Regions from separate parts of the Mus musculus genome. Here region 2 is linked to region 1. A link is a contact called in public promoter capture Hi-C data. All regions are on one chromosome and are shown on one strand. Each heading gives the region's core, a stretch centred on a gene start, on an enhancer-like site or on the middle of the called end of the contact. The rest is flanking DNA. Distances are from core to core; before and after follow the strand shown. Region 1 holds the start of Ap3b2 (adaptor-related protein complex 3, beta 2 subunit). Region 2 overlaps Fsd2 (fibronectin type III and SPRY domain containing 2).

What was found. Promoter capture Hi-C pulls out the DNA fragments that hold promoters and counts their contacts.
Region 2: a contact with region 1 is called in a promoter capture Hi-C map of liver, with 1.7 times the contacts expected there. The contact joins the enhancer-like site here to the promoter of Ap3b2 in region 1. A contact is called at or near these places in 7 of 39 promoter capture datasets (the 3T3-L1 cell line, cranial neural crest, embryonic stem cells and 3 more), 3 of 484 Hi-C or Micro-C datasets (B cells, cerebral cortex and embryonic stem cells), 3 of 115 datasets of contacts at active chromatin or transcription factors (double positive thymocytes and embryonic stem cells) and 3 of 9 other capture datasets (adipose tissue, liver and pancreatic islet).

Annotation. Positions count from the first base shown.
Region 1 is chr7:81,492,640-81,495,339 of GRCm38.p6, forward strand. Ap3b2 (adaptor-related protein complex 3, beta 2 subunit) reads right to left here and starts at 1,286. Exons shown (of 26, transcript NM_021492.3): 1 at 869-1,286. The coding sequence starts at 981. BC048679 (cDNA sequence BC048679) reads right to left here. Exons shown (of 6, transcript NM_001193274.1): 5 at 2,487-2,700; 6 at 1,635-1,739. The coding sequence ends at 1,707.
Region 2 is chr7:81,540,872-81,543,571 of GRCm38.p6, forward strand. Fsd2 (fibronectin type III and SPRY domain containing 2) reads right to left here. Exons shown (of 13, transcript NM_172904.2): 10 at 1,169-1,302. Among named protein-coding and RNA genes, the nearest start is that of Mir1839, 12 kb to the left of the region's middle. Within about 2 kb of position 1,445, at least 28 of the 459 cell types and tissues checked have an H3K27ac peak or open chromatin away from gene starts, as enhancers often do. A contact at or near this core is called in adipose tissue, cerebral cortex, hippocampal neurons and 1 more, where this site is marked.

The DNA.
Region 1 (2,700 bases), core at 36-2,535:
AAGGGTTTGTTGCTGTTTGCAGCTGCTTGAGCATGTGAGGCCTAGCACTGACCATGCAGGGTAAGGAACAGGGTCACCCGATCATTAGTAATAAAAATCCAGTGGGACTCGCACTCGGTGAACCTGCCTGGTTGAGTGACCCTTCTGAAGAAGTGCATTCGCTTGCGCCTTGTGCTCTGGATTGTGTGGTGATTTCCCTGAGACCCCAGACCCATTTCTAACACGAGAGTACCTTCCTCCCTGAAATGGAACATGTCTTGCACTCCCACTCCTGACCCTTGAATTGTCAGGGCTACAATTGTGCTCCCGGTTGGAACAATCTATTGGCTCCTGTTCACTACTCCGTTCCGTGACTAACAGGTCCACAGGCCTTTAATTAATGTGCTATTGAATTTATGAACAAATAAATGAATGAGTCAAAGGTAAGATTCAAACCAAGTAGGGCTGAATCATAGGGCAATGTGGGGGTTGGGGAAAGATGGAGAAATTAATTTGCAGGAGGAGCCAGTTTCTCAGTCTACATCCAGGGCCGGCTTCCTGGAGTGGACCACACTCAAACTCCAGTTCCCCAATTCAGACCCGTCCCCTACGGAATTGGTTTTGGGGGTTTTGTTTTGGTTTCTCTTTGAGCCAGCGAATAAAAGGCTGCAAACATCATCGCAGCTGTTCCATAAGGACCCCGCCTGTCTGGTCCCTCCCCCACCAGCCTTGGGTCCCCCGCCCCTTCGTAGCTAAAGGCGAAGTGGCCCTGCTGCGGGAACCCCGGGAAGCGCGCAGGGCGGGTCTGGGTCGGCAGGGCCGCAGCCTCGCGGGCGCTGTCCATGGTGCCTGCGCGCCAGCCGCACCCGGCCGGCGCTCGCTAGCTCACCGCTTGTAGTCCGAGGAGAAGATACCGCCGCTCGCCGGGTCGTGGCCATATTCTGGCTCCCCGGGACCGGCTGAGCCGCCCTTGTCTTCGCTGTAGGCCGGAGCGGCCGACATGGATCTGCGCTGAGGGGTGGCTGAGCGGCCGGGTTGGGCTTTGGTCGAGGAATGGGATGCACGCCTAGCTCTGCGGAGCTGCAATCTGCGCGGCGGAGGCAGCGCGCAGATTCAGCAATCAGGGCTGAGCGCTAAGGTTCTTAAAGGGACCGGCACCACCCGCGGAGTGCAGGGTTGGGGTGAGCTGACAGGGGACGGAGGAACAGCGCCTGCCCTGTCCCAATCTCTCAGAACTCTCTGGCAACTGCAAGCATCTAAAGGTCTCTCACAGTGAGCAAGGCTGCAGGGCTGATGACTGTATAGTCTTTGGAGGGATGCGGACCTCCTGCCTCCGCCCTCCCGATCACCTGACCTCCACGGACCCGCCCACCCATGCAGTGAGAGAGGGGGACGTGAGGGACACTGAAAGAAGGCCATACTCGCAGGCCTGGGTTGGAACATCTACCTTGGAGATTTAGGGGTGGGTACCTTTCCATCCTTTTTCACACAGTCTAAATCCCTCTGAGGATAACCTGCTTACTCACTGGGAATCATAGCAACTTCCTGGAAGAAGTGGAATTTAAGAGGAGGCTGACCCAGGAAGCAAGTGCTAAGGGCATTCTGGGAGCAAATCAGTTCTAGGTGGAGTAAAGAGAACCTCCAACATCCTAATTACGTTTGGGAAAATACTTTAATGATCCCTTCTGAAACCTCTTTTGGCCCATTCAGGAGGACCCAAGGTCACATTAATCACTGGTTAGGTTCCTGTCCATTGACATCTAGAAGGGAAAGAAGACGAACAGATTGAGTTAGGGTCTGGTGTAATTGCCAGGTCTCCAGGACTTTGTGATTTATCAAGCTTAGCTCCTAAGACCCAAGGAAGGAAGGAAGGGAGGAAGGAAGGAAGGAAGGAAGGAAGGAAGGAAGGAAGGAAGGAAGGAAAGCAAGAAGAAGGATTGTAGCTAGTTCTGGATTAGAGAGAACACCCTGGACTAGGCTGATGGTGAATTGTTTATCTTTGGTCTAGATTTTGGACATGAGGTTGAGTGATTGGGAACTCCTGGCCAGGCTCATAGAATGGAAGTATTCCCAAGGACCGAGATTTGTAGACTAGGGTCCCAATTCTCTAAGATCAGAATTGGTGGACTGTTTGGAAAAGGATGGAACTGAGAAAGGCGGACTTTGGATCAATAGAAAGTTCTACTGCAAAAAGAAGGATGGAGTTGGAGCAGCCCCTGGGTTGGAGATCGGTCATGTTCAGTAAATATATCTGCTCAGGATCTAAGAACAGTAGCCTGAGGTCTACCTGGCGCTAAAGGGTTTCAAAGTGTGTAACTTCAAAAATAGGTACACCTATTCTGGGGACTTTAGATTGCCAGAGTAAAGAGTTTAAGATGAAAGGAACCTGGTCTGGGTGTAGTGGAGAGGGGAATCATCTGAATTATGCTGGAGCAAGTTGGTTAGGTGCCTTTGTTAGCAGACTGGGGCTGGCATGGGATGTGGGCAGGTAGAAGAGAGGCACTTACTGAGTCCATGCCCAACAGGTTCAGTGCAAAGTGCACACAGTTGCTGCTAGTGGGATGGTAGGGAGGAGGATCGTTGTCCATAGCTTCTCGCACGCGGCTCTCCAGCACCCTAGGGTCAACGCCACCGCGCCTGCGTAGCACACGCCAGAGCTGTCGGGAGCGCTGCAGAGCTCTGTGCCCCTGTTTACACACGACACCCTCACAGTAACCCAGA
Region 2 (2,700 bases), core at 195-2,694, 48 kb after region 1:
ATTGAGGGGATTTGCTTTTTGTTATTGCTCTTTAAACAGGGTCTCATACTGCAACCACTTTGTCCCATAAGCAGCCCTTAAACTTGTAACAATTCTCCTGCCTCAGCCTCTGAAAGAGGCTCTGAACAGAGCTGGCTATGCCTTTGTTTTCTGCTCTCAGTGTTGTTCAGTTTGTTTTTCAGAGCAAGCAGCTTTAATTTCAAAACACCCAGCTTGCTCTTCCCATCTGTGAGGCTGGAATATGAATGTGCCAGTCACAGACCTAACCTCCTGCCAATGGGAACAGGGACAGAGGCTCAGAGTGTTTCAGTGAAAGAGCTCAGGAAGGGACATTTGTTCCCAAACACTGGCTGGCCTCTCTGCTTCTGCCGCTCACCTGGAGGCCACCCACTCAGCTGGCTTGAACTGGATTGCTCTGGGAGATTTTTAGCAGAGCATTGCAGGGGATGGGTCAGCTGGGCTGGGCTTGGCAATGGATGTTTCTAATGAGGTCTCTGCTTACTTAGGACTTGGACCTGGGACATGCCAGTTCTCTGACATAGTGAAGGCACATGGGACGGGATGTCAGCACCCAGGATGGTCAGACAGAGCATGGAAGTCGGGAGGAGGTTGAACAGTGGAGACTCAGTTGGCTTCTAACAGGGGAGGGGCTCCTTCTTACAGAAGGAGCAGGAGCCTGGCTATTTGGAGTTCTTGGGAATGTGGTAAAACCGTCTTCCAAAGCAGGTGTTCTGGCTCACACCTGTAATGCCCAGCACTGGAGAGGCTGAGGCAGAAGGATCACCTTGAGCTCCAGGTCAGCTTGACTACATATTAAATTCGAGACCAGCCTGAGACACAAAGCAAAATCCCATCTCAAAAAACAAAGCCAAACAACCCATGAAGTAAGAAATACACAGGCTGCTGGGCAGTGGTGGCACACGCCTTTAATCCCAGCAACTTGGGAGGCAGAGGCAGGTCGATTTCTGAGTTCGAGGTCAGCCTGGTCTACAAAGTGAGTTCCAGGACAGCCAGGGCTACACAGAGAAACCCTGTCTCAAAAAACAAACAAACAAACAACAACAACAACAACAAAAACAGGCCACCCAGATCCAGTGGGATAGCCTCTGGTACTTGAGGGACATGGAGAGCTAATTTTGAGTCCCAAGAGTGTGGCTGGCTTACAGACCTGTGGTGTGCACTGTAGCAGGCTCACTTCTGGCACTGGTGCCTCCCACGTTGAGGGCTCGCACATAGATGGTATAGCTGTGTCTAGGCTGCAGCTGTATCAGGGATTCACAGGTTGGGATGCCTACGACAGATCTATGCACAGAAGAAGCAGAGCAACTGTGAGCAGGAGCCCAGGCATCAGCCACCCTTTTTACACCCACTGTCCTCTGACCCACAGCAACTCAGCCAAGACGCTCAGATCCCTGGGCAGGTCGCCCACAGCTCACAGCTTGCTTGCCAGTCTGTGTCTGGCTGGCTCCCTTCCGAGCTCCTCAGCCAGGTTCCCCAAGCACCCAACACTGTGCTCAATGTGACTACTGGAGCAACTGTCACAGAGAATGATCCAGATCATTTCAGTTGGACTGTACGGGAATACAAGCTCATTACACCATCTGGATTTCTGTGGCTGTCAACCCCATTTCCATTCAACTGAAATGGACAACCAAAGTCTTCAGGATGGTGCCCATGTACAGACATGAGAACAGGATGTCATCTTGGAGGCTGCAGCTCTGGGCCAGAGAGACACTTCTGCTTGTTCACTTCAGTAGATTAACCAAGCTCCTTCCATCCCAGATGCTATACACCCTGGGAAACCCGATATAATCCCTATTCCCAGGGAACCTGCGGTCTGTGCGGGAAGAGAGGCAAGCTGAGGTCTGAAGCGGGACGAGCCTTTCCTTCAGTGATGGGACACGTGATTCAGTTTGTTCTATGAGAGTAAACAGCACCTCAGATCACCCAAGCTGCTAACCTGTCTTCCGAGGGCTCCAGCATTATGGATTGGCCCAATCCCAGGTTATTATAAACAGCAAAGGAAACCTGAGTTGCTAGGGTGGTCCGAATCACTGGACCCCTCCCCAGACTTCTATCTCCAGCTTTGCTGTGGCTATAGGCACACAGATCTCGGCAAGAACAGATACATAGAATACATGATAGGCTCTAAGGCTCTCAACCAGACCCGGCCAGCAGGGATAAGTCTCTGTGGATTGAAGGAAAATGCCAATGATCTATGTGGGATAACCAGGGGACTCTGAACGTCTGAGCTCAAGTAGTGCAAACAAAGCACGTCTCGTTCTTATTAAGCAAACAAAACATGAGGTGACGTTTGCAGTTAGCTTAAGCAGATGCAAGTGTAGCGAGCGAGGGAGATGCTATGTTTTATCATCCTTGGGCATATAAGAAGAGCCAACAATATTTCTCCTAGGCCTTTGCCATTCCCACAGAGATAATATGGACATGCCAGGGCTTCCTCTCCATGTCTCTGCATCCAAGTACATTCGCTCACCATAGTTAACGCGATTCTTTGTAGAAGGTCCCCTGTGGGAAGAGCATTCTGCACTCTGTCCCATCCAGAGTCCACAGTAAGTTCACAGCGTTCCTTCTTCACAGGCTCCTGGTTGGCTTACATCAGCCTCTCTAACGGCCTCAAAGGCCTTTTCCATTCTCATGACCCAGCTCAGTGCCTTCCCGCAGTCCCCAGCAGAGCTACCC